Linked DNA regions of Mus musculus: region 1 is linked to region 2. The links are chromatin contacts, called in public Hi-C maps. All regions are on one chromosome and are shown on one strand. Each heading gives the region's core, a stretch centred on a gene start, on an enhancer-like site or on the middle of the called end of the contact. The rest is flanking DNA. Distances are from core to core; before and after follow the strand shown.

The links. A called contact is a pair of places that touch in the nucleus more often than the background predicts.
Region 1: a contact with region 2 is called in a Hi-C map of cortical neurons, with 1.6 times the contacts expected there. The contact joins two enhancer-like sites. A contact is called at or near these places in 3 of 484 Hi-C or Micro-C datasets (cerebral cortex, cortical neurons and nephron progenitors).

Annotation. Positions count from the first base shown.
Region 1 is chr2:136,805,043-136,812,098 of GRCm38.p6, reverse strand. It overlaps Gm46767 (a long non-coding RNA gene), which reads left to right. Exons shown (of 3, transcript XR_001783485.2): 2 at 4,828-4,953; 3 at 6,802-6,891. It overlaps Gm39943 (a long non-coding RNA gene), which reads left to right and starts at 7,027. Exons shown (of 6, transcript XR_866770.2): 1 at 7,027-7,056. Within about 2 kb of position 3,553, at least 9 of the 459 cell types and tissues checked have an H3K27ac peak or open chromatin away from gene starts, as enhancers often do. A contact at or near this core is called in cortical neurons, where this site is marked.
Region 2 is chr2:136,667,884-136,675,059 of GRCm38.p6, reverse strand. The region is part of intron 2 of Gm32659 (a long non-coding RNA gene); the gene reads left to right. Among named protein-coding and RNA genes, the nearest start is that of Snap25, 42 kb to the left of the region's middle. Within about 2 kb of position 4,424, at least 47 of the 459 cell types and tissues checked have an H3K27ac peak or open chromatin away from gene starts, as enhancers often do. A contact at or near this core is called in cortical neurons, where this site is marked.

The DNA of each region.
Region 1 (7,056 bases), core at 2,304-4,803, 140 kb before region 2:
GGCTTTGTGCTTGGTTCAAGCTTCCATCTGAGAATTTTTCACCACCTCAGGGTGCTATGAAGCTTTGGACTAGTCCTCCAGCGCTCCATGCACACCTGTCTGGTCTGGAGAGCAATATCTCACCCCTCTGTCTGCCTTCCACTCACGCACTTATAGAATTCCCTCTTTTAGGGTTATTCCTTTAGCTCAAGTTTAAAAGCATAAAGAGCTCAGAGAACAAATGAGTGCAGTTTGGGACAAAGTGAGAATAAAGGGCTTGGCTTTTGAAAACCTACTGTCTATTTGTTAATTCTGATCATTATCTTTGAAATCAAGACCCAGTTAGTACAGAGAACCACAATGGGGCCAACATTCAAGGGACTATGGAGTGCTCAACCCTAAATGGGACACTCAGATCACACCCCTGTTTGTGACACTCAGAGATCATCATGGAAGAGGAAAGATGGTAAGGGCCAGAAGTAGTTGATGTTTGTATCAAAACTGTATATTCTGTACAGGGAGCAGTTGTTCATATGAACTCACAGCTGTGACTGTTTATACAAGACCAAGTTGATCATATGCCAGCACAGATGGGGGAGGGGCTCTTGAAGTTCCACTGGTTACTGAGAGGGTACTGGCATTGAGCAGCTACTGGCAGTTGGCTGATTGGCATAGAGGATCAGTTTTCTTTTGGGTTGTGAACCCCCAAGAGGTTACCCATATCCCAGTGACTGCACATACAGGCAGCACTATGTGGACTCAATGAGCTTTAAAAAACAAATGCGAAGTGAAGAGAATAAGGAAGGAATTGGACAGGATAGAGTAAATGTGATCAAAAGAAATCCACGGGGTATATGATACATGAAGTTCTCAATTAAAAATAGCTTAAAACACAGATCATAACCTACCTGCTGTTTTAATTGAGTCAGACAGTTTTAAACGTTTTTATTTTGATTTTTCTCATTCTCAAATTTTAGTGGTTTTTGGAATTTTAGATACAAACCAATCCTGTTACAGGTGAGTGTATTGTAATTGTTTCCTTCCATTGTGCCGTTCATTGTCCTGGCAATGGCTTTCATTGATCAGAAGTGCCCAGTGCTAATGGAATATAGTTCTGTCTGACCTTTACTTACAGATTGTTCTTTTGGTATATTCCAAAGTTGAACAACCCAGGGTCACATAAATGCTGTCTTGCATCTTTCTGTAGAGTTTCTATCCTTTCACACTTTAAATGTTTACTCTTATTATCTATTTTTTGTTAGTTTTTGTGAAAAGAGTAAGGGGTGAGTATCCTGAGCTTTTGTCCCCGCCGGCAAGAACACACTCAGGACAACCGGAATCTTCTGCAGCAAAAGCTTTTATTGCTTCTTCAAGAGGGAAGACCCCGATCCCAGAAAATGGAGTTGCTTATATAGCCCTCAGCCATGGCGTTTCAGCACCTGATATGGCGTGTCAGCTCCTGATTTGTTGCTCGCCCATCGCCCCACTATTACACCCTGAGAATGGGCAGTGACTAAGAGTGAGTTCACTCTCGCGCCTGCATACAAGGCTTGTTTACTAGTTAGGCACAGCGAAGGCCAGAGCCATCTTATAATGGCGATTGCTCGCAGCACGCACAACTCTCCACATCTCCCCCTTTTTATTTTATTAAAATGAGGCTGGACTAGGTCTATGTAATTATGTCCATCTGCTGTGGCTCCTGTCTTAGGTCATTCCTCCAATGTCACAGCCTTTCCTGTCATAGGGTAACCCTATCGCCACCAGGCCCCGTGTCTTAGGTTGATCTGTGCATGAGGAAAGTTGCCCGTCCCTGGATACCGCAGTGCTATGTGACAGTAACTACTAAATGACCTAGGGTGAACTCTACAAAAGAGGCCAGCCACCAATGTCAACTAATTTTTGAGCATAGATAGCCAGATTTCGGGGGAGGCCCCTTGCTCTATGGCAGCAAGTGCTTGAGCTATCACAACCTTGTCACGTGTTCGTTGGGTTCTGAGCTTGCAAACCAACCAGAGCATGAACACAAGTCCGACGTGACTGACAAGGACTGTGAAAGAGCAAGATGAATCTCAAGATGATCCTGTTATTCTTACTCCTGGTGATTGAGACAGGGATAAGTATACCTTTGTGGGCCATAATAAGATCATGGCCTGTACCTTTACCAGTACATTCCAATTCTTCTACCTTGCCTTTGTTTTTGACAACTGAATAATTTTAAAGAAAAAGATTATCTCTAATTGGACAGATTTCATTAGCCAAAATAAAGTGAGCTTTGGAGTGTTATTTAATGATTTAATGCAAGTTGCTCAAGGAGCACAGTCAGGCTCAAGTGATGTTGAAAATAATGTAACTTCACCTATAAACATCACCACGATTATGATAAAGGGAAATGCGACTATTCCCAAAAGATCATGATGGCCTGTTGACAATGCTACTGCTATACCAGCATGCCTTGGTGTCATCCAGACCTTGCATTTCCTATAGTGAGCAGAGGAAGGGGGGAAGGAATAGGAAGAGGGAGCTTTTGGAAGGGAAACCAGGAAAGGGGATAACATTTGAAATGTAAATAAAGAAAATATCTAATAAAAATAATTCAGAAAAAAAGGGAAAACTTTGTAGCTCTCTTCCCTCCTTGACTCAGTTCTCTATTCTCTCACTGTCTTAAAAAAATCACCTCACCAATAAACTGTGTCTACTCAAATGCTCAGCTCAGGGGCTTGCTTCTAGGGGAATCCAAAAAAAAAAAAAAAAAAAAAAAACAGAGACTACAGCATTGGTGCACACTGAGCATCGGTAATAGAACATTTCAGATCTGAAGTTCAACATGGGGAACCAGTTAGTTGAGCAGCAATATGATTGCACAAGTGTTTCCATAGGTGATCTCCTGAGACAAGCCACAATCAAAGCAGGTACACGCAGAGAACCTTGCACTGTAAAATCTCCTTTAGTCTATGCATTTCACCAAATATGTGGGATCTGAGACTCCTCTGATCCCACCTACTTCCTTGACCAAGGAAAGGCTCAGTAGGTGGCATCTGCCACCAAACCTCATGACCTGGGCTCTAGAACTCTAGAACCTACTTGGTAGAGGGATAGAGCTAACTTTCATGGGTTGTTAACTTAGACACACCACACACACACACACATAATTTAAAAAGAGATATACTTAACTCTGTATGTTAACAGACAGACTTCAGTGGAACAGCTCTATTATATAGATACCTTACTTTCCAAAGCAGGGTTGGTCCTAACCAATAGTTAAGACATATAGAAAATAAATAACTTAGTTCCTGTGTTGCACATTAAAATTTATTTCTTAAGGTGTAAAAAAACACATATCCCTCAAGATTTCTATGAAGAGGAAGAAGAAGGGGGGAGGAGGAGGAGAAGAAGAAGGAGAAGGAGAAGGAGAAGGAGAAGGAGAAGGAGAAGGAGAAGGAGAAGGAGAAGGAGAAGGAGAAGGAGAAGAAGGAGAAGAAGGATGCAAAAATGAAATGCACTTTAGTTCTACAAGCAATCATGTGCATGAAAAATCTACCTCAGAATAGCTAAACTGCTAGAAGATGTGCTGCTATTTTAAAGCCAGAAGATTTGGCATGTCTCACGCAGATGTAAGCTTCTAGGTTGCCATGGCTCACTAGAATCAGGTTAAAAATTAAAAATGCAAAGATATGCTGTGGTTTCACGTGTTTTTCCCCATAATTTTGAAATAAAAAGGCAATATGAAGTGGTAAATTAGGGAGGAAAGAATAAATGGTACCGAGAGAACTGGTTCAACACTTTATCTTTATTTTTAATAAGTCACACATGCTGAGTACAGCAAAATGTACTAGGCATTTGTTGGAAGTAAAAATTCCTCTGGGACTTCCTAGCTTGAGGGGAGAAAATGGCGTCATAAAGAAGTGATGTAGACACAGTTCTTTTGCCCTGCCAGAAACCTTCTTTTCATTTGCACTACAGCAAAGCCTCAGTCAGCTGCAAAAACAACGTGCTGTAATAGGATATTTATTTTTGCTGAAATGGAGCTGCTACTCTGCCCTTTCAGATCCTGCAGCTTTGTCAAGCACCCAGAGCACTTTTTGTCCTTGGGGGCATGCTGACGGTGAACGCGACATCTTTACTCCTACAATATGATTTTTCTCCAAGATGCCAAGCCAGAATTAGATGAGTAGCCATCCAGATTTTGGAAGGAAAGCCAGAAATGATTTAATTAACCTTATCAGACTGCCTTTAAAACTGTAGTATCAGCCCTATGGAAAGTCAGCCAGTGCTTGCTTTGCCTTCCCTAGAGGATCAGGATGGGTTGGTGACCACAGAAGTGCTTTGTTTTCTATCTCCTGTATTCAAGCTATTGATATCCTGTCTCGGGAAGAGACCTGATATCATACGCAGGAATTATGTTCAGCTTTTTTCATCTGTGAAAACATTATGTGAACGTACTGAACTCAGTCACTACCACCATGTCCTTCTTCCCCAGCACAGCAAACATTCACAGACGAAAAGTGAGAGGAGGGCTTGCTCTACCATGTTTCCATCTCACATGCCCTTAACCATAAGGCCTGGTCATAGGACACTTAAATGATGTCTGCTTTGAAAGGTCGCCAAGGACTTGACATCCTCTAACCCAATAAATACTTTTGAGTTTCAATGAATTATGCAATCAGACATGCCTTACTTAAGCATACCTTCCATTTTAAACCTTTGTATTCTCTTGCATTTTGCTGGTATGATTCTGGAAGTTTCTTCTATCTCTCTTGTTTGGTGTGTGTGTGTATCTTTTAGGTCCTTTGTATTATTGCTAAGATTTTTTCCCAGACTTCTACTTTTTTTTAAATTTTTTTCTTCCAGAAAGCACCAATTGATATATTTCCAGCTATCTGATGGTTGGATCTTTAGGAACAATCCTGAATATCAATAATGTTCCACTGGACGATTTCACACTGAGGAGTGTTTGGGAAGCATATATTGGACTCGGTAGGTTATATAAAAGTAGTGCCCCCCAAATAAAACATAAGAAGGGGACACAAAGTAAGGAGATGTGGGGGTATATCTAGAAAGAGTTAGGAGGAGGCATTGGGAGGTGAATATGATCAGACACTGTATGTATGAAAGTCCCAAAGAATTCATAAAAGAACAGAATTGAAGAAACAGAAATAAACCCCCACACATATGGACACTTGATCTTTGACAAAGAAGCCAAAACAATACAGTAGAAAAAAAAAGAAAGCATCTTCAACAAATGGTGCTGGTCTAACTAGAGGCCTGCATGTAGAAGAATGCCAGTTGATCCATATTTATCATCTTGTACAAAGCTCAAGTCCAAGTGGATCAAGGACCTACACATAAAACCAGATACACTGAATCTAATAGAAGAGAAGGTGGGAAATATCCTTGAATGCATTGGCACAAGGGAAAATTTCCTGGACAGATCACCAATGGGTCAGGCTCTAAGATTAACAATTTACAAATGGGACCTCATGAAACCGAAAAGCTTCTGTAAGGCAAAGGACACTATCAATAAGACAAAACAACAACCTACAGATTGGGAAAGACCTTGACTAACCCTACATCTGACTGAGAATATATATATATCCTCAAGAAGTTAGACTCCAGAACCCAAATACCCAAATAACCCAATTTAAGAATGGACTACAAAGCTAAACAGAATTCTCAACTGAGGAGTCTTGAATGGCCAAGAAACATTTAAAGAAGTGTTCAGTGTTCTTAGACATCAGGGAAATGCAAATCAAAAAAAAAAAAAAAACCCTAAGATTCCACTTTACAACAATCAAAATAGCTAATAAAAAACTCAGGCAACAGCAAATGCTGGAGAAGCTGTGGAGAAAGGAGACTACTCCTCCATTGCCAGTGGGATTGCAAAGTGGTACAACTGCTCTGGGAATCAATCTGGAGGTTCCTCAGAAAATTGGAAATAGTCTTACCTGAAGACCCAGCTATACCACTCCTGGGCAGATCCCAAAAGATGCTCCACCATATCACAAGGATACATGCTCCCCTATGTTTACAGCAACCTTATTTAAAATAGTCAGAAGCTGGAAACAACCCAGACGTCCCTCAACTGAAGAATGGATACAGAAAATGTGGTTCATTTACACAAGGGAGTAATACTCAGCTATTAAAAGGGGGACATTATGAATTTTACAGGCAAATGGATGGAACTAGAAAATATTATCCTGATTGAAGTAACCCAGACCCAAAAGGACATACATGGAATGTACTACTGATAAGTGGATATTAGCCAAAAAATTCAGAATGCCCATGATACATTCCATAGATCATATGATGCTTAACAAGAAGGAAGGCCCAAGTGAGGATGTTTCAGTCCCACTTAGAAGAAAGAAGGAGGGAGGAACCTGGGTGAGATAGGGGAATGGGAGAGAAAACGGGGGAGGGGGGAACAGCATCAGGTACTGGTGTTGGGGGGAGACAAGAGAGAAGCCCAGAGGGCTAGGAGACTGAATATAAATATGCAGCAATGTAGGGTAGGGAACAGGCAGAACCTCTAGAAAATCCTAGACACCAGGACTCTACGGGAATGACCTTAGCAAGAAATGCCCAACAGTGGGAAAATAGAACCTGAAGAAACCACCTCCAGTAGATAGACATGGTCTCTAGTTGAGGGGTGGGGTCACCCTCCCTCTCAAAATTTTTGACTCAGAATTGTTCCCTTCTAAAGGAAATGCAGGGACAAAAATGGAGCAGAAACTAAAGGAAAAGCCATGCAGAGACCACCTCAACTTGGGATCCCATGAGTAGGTACCAAACCTTGACACTATTGCTGATGCCATGTTGTGTTTGCAGACAGCAGCCTGGCATGGTTGTCTTCTGAGAAGCTCTACCAGCACCTGACTAAGACAGATGTGGATGCTCGCAGCCAACCACTGAACTGAGCCCGGGGAACCCCAATGGAAGAGTTAGGGGAAGGACTAAAGGAGCTGAGGGGATTGCAACCCCATGTGAAGAACAACAGTATCAACTAACCAGACCCTTCAGAGCTCTTAGGGACTAAACCACCAACCAAAGAGCATACATGGGCTAGTCTGAGACCTCTGCTAC
Region 2 (7,176 bases), core at 3,175-5,674:
GTCATTTAATCTCTTTGAAGCTTTATTTTTTTCACCCATAGTGAGTTTAAAATTTACAATCAAATATTTGCAATAAAATTCAAATTAAATATTTTGAGTATGAAAGTTTTTGTAAACTGTATGTCACTGAACATGTAAGATAGTTACTGGGCAGAGAGCATGGGGCCTGGGATGGGGCCTGTTTGTATTGGGGATTTGTGGATTCCATCTGCTTAAGTAACTCTCCTGGTTGAAGGATTTGCATCACTCTTACGACTTGTCGGCCTTGTTTTGTGGATAGCCAGGACTGAATGAAATATGAAGTATTTAGAATTGGTTGTAGGATCATCAGGGTGGAATTATTTGCAAGGGGCCAGAAAAGAGCTTAAAAAGCCAAGGATCTATTCACTAGGATCAGGTATTAGGTGTACAGAGGGCAAACTCAAGCAATTCCATTTCCCTTCTTGTTCTTCTGGATGTTAGTTCTGCCTCATGGCCTGTCCAGGATCTCACAACGTATCCTTTGCTGCAGATTTTACTTAACGTCTTCCTGTTGCTTTCTAGTGGTTTCTCTGGAGGTTGGAGGATGCCAAAGAGGCCATTGTCAACAAACAAAGAATAATGTACAGCTTCCAGAAGAGCCTTGTGTTTTCCTTGGCTTAGTTTTCATTTCACTTATGAAAATCTTGATTTTCATGAATTCATCTAAAATACATACTTATTTAACAACCTTAGGAGCTACATCATGCATATTCATATCTGAAGTGCCATCTGTTCCATCTCTTGGAGAGAGTCAGTTTCTAAGTGTGTACCATCCAATCTCATTCAGGAGGTAGCCCGGGGAGTCCATATGGCTTTTGGCAATTTCCCGACTACACCAGAACACAGGTTAAGGCCCAGAAGTGACCCAGGATAAGCATCAAGCCAAATGGACTGCAGTATAATTTGACTTTTCAGCCTGAGAAGGAATGACCAGGCATGGATGTTTTTGCAAAGTGCAAGTGATAAAATTCATTATATGGAAGTATTTTTTTTCCCAGTTCAACTATACAGGCAAGGCCAGTGGTATACCCTTAGGTTTTCTAAAAAGAAACATATCCATTATGTATGAATTACAGAGTATGCTTAAAATAAAATAGAATTCTTGAAAAATAAAGCCAGTATTAGTGAGAGTAGTATGAAGGGACTATAGAATAAAGAGTGTTGATGTCAAGCTCTGACTTTGTCTAGAATTAGGTATGAACTCTTAAGTCCAACATTTAATGATCTTTGCCTATTTCCTCATCTGTGACAGAATGAATATATCAGATACTACTGAAATTCTGCCCCATTTCACCATCTAAGACTTTTGTGCCTTCTCTACTCACATTACTAAAATAAAGAGGTAGAACCATCAATTCTAGATGCTATTCTACAATTATAATCTCTAACACGAGTACAATGGCATTGCCCTGTTAGCCATGCCTGCTCTGGGAAAAGAACTTAGGCACTATAAAATGGAAAGGAATGCAGTAAGACTTGGACCTTTAACTTCTGATATTTAAGTGCATACTTCACTTAAAATGTCCAAATATGAACTGGGGGTACGGGTTAGTGGTTAAGAGTGCTTCTGGGCAAGCATGAGGACCTGATTTTGAGTCCACAGGATTCTGATGCTGGCCATTGCCGCCCATGCCTAATACATCTTCAGTACTATGGGAGATAGAGACAGGAAAATCAATGGTTTACTGACCATGATTAACCAGAGTTTCGGGGATAGATTTTGTCTCAAGGGAATAACATGGGAATGATATGATTCACCTCTGGTCTCTGACAAGGTTACATGTAGAGCCACACGCCAGCACCAACACACACACACAACACACACACACACACACACACACACACACACACACACACACACACACACACACGATGGAGTAGGGGAGAGAGATTAGGAGGGAATCATCTCAAGAAAGAAAACAAACCAAGAGATTAAAACTGTCTGTCGTTAACCTTCCAGGACCACCAAATTAATAATCTTGGCTTCAGCGAAATTCTTTTAGTGGATCTTGACAGCTAATTTCCCCCAAGGAAGCCAGAGGGTTGATTAATGAGCATTCTTTACACATTGGCTTGCTTGTACTTTTACTTCTCTTTCTCTTATAAAACCTTCCCACCCCTGAACTGTTAGCACCAAAAGGAGAGACTATCTTAGTGGGATTTCAGTCCGTAGCTTTTTCTCTTGTTTTGTGACTTTCCTGGGAAAAAAATGAAAAACCATCTGCTCATCCCAGATAAATCATGGATGGCAAACTAAAGATACAATTCTACTAAAGTCTAACTTGACAAATCATTGGGTTTATCTGATTACTTACAGGAGTATGGATGATGGGTAACTTAGGGAAACATGGATGACTCAAAGGCAGCTGCATTATAGAAACCCGTACCTCAGTTTAGATGAGGAATTGTCACCTTGGAGCTCTTTGCATAACTTGCAGGTATCTCAACAAGTTGGAGAGTTCTCTCTTAAACATTTTATACTGCTTTAATAATCTTGGGGAAGAAAGGTCTTTGTGAATCTTGTAACTTTCACAGACTTCCTAAAACTTGTGAGTTGTATACTTGTATGTCTAAATGAGCCTTCCTCTAGGATGGAATGTTTCAAGTTGTAATTTTCTGAATCTTGTGGAACCTTCTGCCAGAATGGAAATGTTTACATTTCCAGGGTATTGTTTTACAACACATCTATGTATGTATTAGTTCACTGAATATGGACAGTGAATGGCATGTAAACAATACTTGGAAGGGGGACTTGTAAGAAATCATGAGTAGATATTCCCTTTCTTATAAAGTCCTTATAGACCCAAATAAACTATTCTCCAGGTTACCATGCTGTAATTTCCACCCACAGCGTAATGCTACTATCTTGTAATTCTGGTCAATAAGCTCTGTTGACCATCGGATCATGACAGGAACAACTAGTGGTCTATAAAGAGCTGTGTAGCTGAGCTAGGAATTTTGTAACTTTGACTTCCATTACCTTCTGCTACTGACGTTTTTATGAAGATCTAACCAATAATAAAAGTCAAGAACATTTGTAGCAGTAACTTAGTTACAATATGATGCCAACAAATCAATACGTAAGCAGAGTATTGAGACAGAAAGGAAGGCAGACAATCAGGATTAAACCATTTTGGGTCAATCATACTGAGAACCTCTAACAGTCCCAGTCAAAAACAACAACAAAAAACCCTTAAGCTTAGCCCTATCCCAAAAGAACAGAAACCTGAGCATTCATTTACCAACTCATTTCATTGGTTGAGAGTTGCCTCATACAGCTAGATAGCACCCAGCTTCTCTAGCCTTTCTGGAGTGAGACTTGGGATTCAGGTAGAATAGTACAGTGTTAAGTTCTAAAAGGACATAGGCATATATCTCATGCACTTGCTACAAACTGGCACAGAAAGAGGACCACATGCAACAGCTTCCTAAATGTCAATGAAAGAGAAACCCCAATTCAAACTTAAATGATAAATGAAGTATACTGATTCAAGACTTGTCCAAAGATTGACATGTATTCCTCCAACAGCCAGAGTAAGGCTTTGGCCAGACTTGTGTTTATTTTTCATATCCCTTCCCCTACTTACTGAGTTTTGAATCCATTCTTAGAATTTAGTTTTTAATTTTCATAGCTGAAAATAGCCCTAAATAATTGCTTTTAGGGCTGTATTTTCATGGCTTAATATTCAGTTACAAAGAAAAAGAATTGGTCACAAAGAAAAAAAATAATTGTTTTTTAAGTAGCTTAAAGAAGTATGGGAGTTAATTCTTTTGGGCCATAATTGGCTTATAGAGGGGTCATATTTCCACCTTTAACCCAAGTACAGTAGCTAGTTGACCTAAGCCTTTCAAAACTTACTTTTGGTTAGGAGGGTTGAGGTGGTGCTAATTCAAAGAACCTTGTCAAGAAATGTGAATGCTGACAGCATAGGCATAGGAAACGAGTGAGTGATCTGGAGCCCTTAAGTCCAGTATCGCTGATGTTACAGACCTTACGCACTATGCTATGACTTCAGCACGCTGATGCCAACTGAATGTTCAGGGGGCAGAGAAAGAAATTAGTTGTAGTGTGTTAAAAGGTGTGGCGTGGGGACAGGGAGGAAAACCGATAATGGAAAACTCAGTTATCCACACCCCCTCCAGGGAATGGAATTCAGACTGTTATCTTTGACAACACTAATGCTGGGTAATATTTATTTAGCTGAGCCCAATAAGCAGTGTAAAGAGTTTCATCTCTCAAACTGGCACAGCAGGGGGCCACAGCAGCCAGGCTGCTGATAATTAACAGCGAAATGCCTGGCGAGTTCTCTTCCTGAAATATCAGAAGGGATGGCTGGGACTGCTGGGTGAATTCATTTTCCTCTTGCTGGCTGGGGTAAAGAGAGAGCTGCAGCAGAAAATTACCAGGAGAGGCAGCCAGCCAAAGGAAGAGCAAATGGCTGTTCTGAGCAAGCAGCCTGAGGAGGGCAACCCGTCTCCTGCTCATGGAAGATCATATCCTCACACTTTGCACATTCAACATTCACAGTGAATTCTAATACAGGCAAAGGGGATTACGTCGTTTACAGCTCACAGGTGCCACATTTGAAACAGTAGGTGCAGAATGAGGGTATGATAAAATTCATAGGAACCACGGAGATTTTGTAATTCTTCCATCTTTACTGATGAAGAGAGAGGGACTAAGAAAAGGCATGTGATGAATACAGCTACACAATGAATTTATTATAGACTTGTCAGAAGAACCTCCTACTCCTACCTGCCAAGTCAGTGTCTACATCTTTTATCTAAAGTCTCAAAATCCCAGATGGACATAGACTTTGTCCCTCTTTTGCAGCTGAATCTTTAGATGGTATCTCTACAAGACTGTAAGAGAAAAGCCAATCCTAAACAACTCTGTCAACAAATAACTCTGCAATTCTTCTCAACTAAGAACATAGATGTTGGTAATACAAAAAGTATATAATAATTACTCAGCTTTCAAAATATACCAAAACCATGACTTCGAACATTTCTAAACATAATTATTTTTAAATTTCAGTCATCATAATAGCTTTCACATGAGTACAATTCCCAGTTAATATGACAGGAAGTTGATGTTTGCAGAGTATATGGACTTTCCCACAAATCACAAACTTAATAAATGATCGGAGGAGGATCAGATTTCACTGAACTTATCCAAAATCCCTGACTCACTTGGCCTTCCTTCTTGGCTCAGCCAGTGCTTCAGGGACTTCCTACTCGTTTTGATTTTTCCAATACAAAATTCTGAATCTTGAGAAATCAACCATAATTTTCTTTACCTCCAAAGAACATTATATGTCCCTTGTACTTTGTAGAATGAATATTAAAGACTTTAGAATTGTAAAGCATGAGGCATGTTTACATGCTAAAACACAGCTCTTCTAAATGTCATTTCAAAATCATAGCTTTACTAAGACTTGGAATTGGAATGACTTTCTCTCCCTTCCTGAAGTTCCTTGCTGTGAAGACTGCATGTTGTATGCTAGCATTAAAAGAGGGGATCTAACCCTACCCAAAGACTCCTTGCCAGATAGCCTCTCGCTTTTTCTCTCATTTCCCACCCCTGATCTGTATGACTTCCAATTCTCCTTTCTGCAATTTCTCCAGATGGTAGACATCTTTCTGCCTCCTGGCTCCCACAACTTCTTTCTGCTGAATGGAAGCCAATTCTTGCAACTCAACTTCCTCCTCAAATGGATGTGCATAGCTTCTAGAAGGACCAGGCCATCTGACACCATCGCCTGCTGTCTTCTCTCGCCAATGTCCTTGCTTGACCTAGGCTTCCCCCAATTGAGCTTGATGGAGGATGAACATGGTGGCCTTGCTTGCATCTGATTTTCTTGTTACTTAGTGTCTCATCTTAATTCTTCAGTTTCACAACTAAAATTTATTCTCCCTTAGTTTGGAGCTGTTTCTACCCTTACTATAATAGCATTACTATAACTTAAAGCAGATGGATTAGTTCTGATATTTTAAATTTCAAGCTGTTTTGGCAATTATATCATCAAGATATCAAAGATGACCAAAGAATTGCCTGTTTGTCCATAGGGATGTGGGAGGAACTGCTCAGCATAGAACATCTCACAGAAGGGCAGTTCCTGAAGCAGAGGCATGAAATATACAGACACATCTAAGGATGGAGAACCTTTTCCTAATTTTATTCCTCTTCCTTATGCTATCTCACAAGCACCTGTATTTTCTCCATAATATCTTTATTTTATATTAGTATTTTTATCTTTATCTTATTATTTAGTATTGTGTAGTCCAAACATTTCCTATATTATAAATAAAATATCGTACCTTTCCTGCCTCTAAAAAATTTTCCCTAAGGCAACTAATGATGAATTGTTAAGACATCACCTTCAGAAAACCAATATTTCTTTGGCTGGATTAAGCTTGCCACAAATTGCAGCAATTCTCCTGCATCTATCTCTCAAGTAGTTATTTATATTCAGTGTGGGTACTTCATCTGCTTTAATGTTTATATTTTAAATTTAAATTCCTTTATGTAGAGTTTTACTAAAAGATATGAATTCTCTCTTATCTCTACAGTACAATGACCAATTATTGAGCACATGATCTGCCACAATTTCCAACTGTTCATTGCCCCTCACCCACAAAGGTCCATATTTTTTACACTGTGATCAGACTGGCTGTTCTATAAAATGGCCTCAGCCATTTTATTTTCTAACCACTGCCTCCTCCAGGATAAGCTCTAGTCTCCTCACCCCTGCCCCAGTCACAGTATAGATTATTATTTTCCCATTAATCAACATTCTAGTAACTTTTTATGTACCTTATCTGTTTGCGCTTTTCCTCACGACAGTTTGGGAATGCCTTCTCTTCTTACCTACCTTGAAGAATCCTGTGCATCCTTCTCATTCTCACTAGTAACAATTTCTATGAATCCTCCTCTATTTAAGGGGCATAGAAGGCACATAAACAATCAGGACTCACGGATTCTTTCTTGATTTTCCAATTCACCCTGTATTTTATGACTTTGCTAATACTTGAGAGCATATAAACAAAACCTTAGTAATTATTTTGAAATATTTTTAGAATATGAGACATGTTATTCATTTATAAATAATAATACAATTTAAATGTACTGAGTAAACTGCTGTATGCCAGACA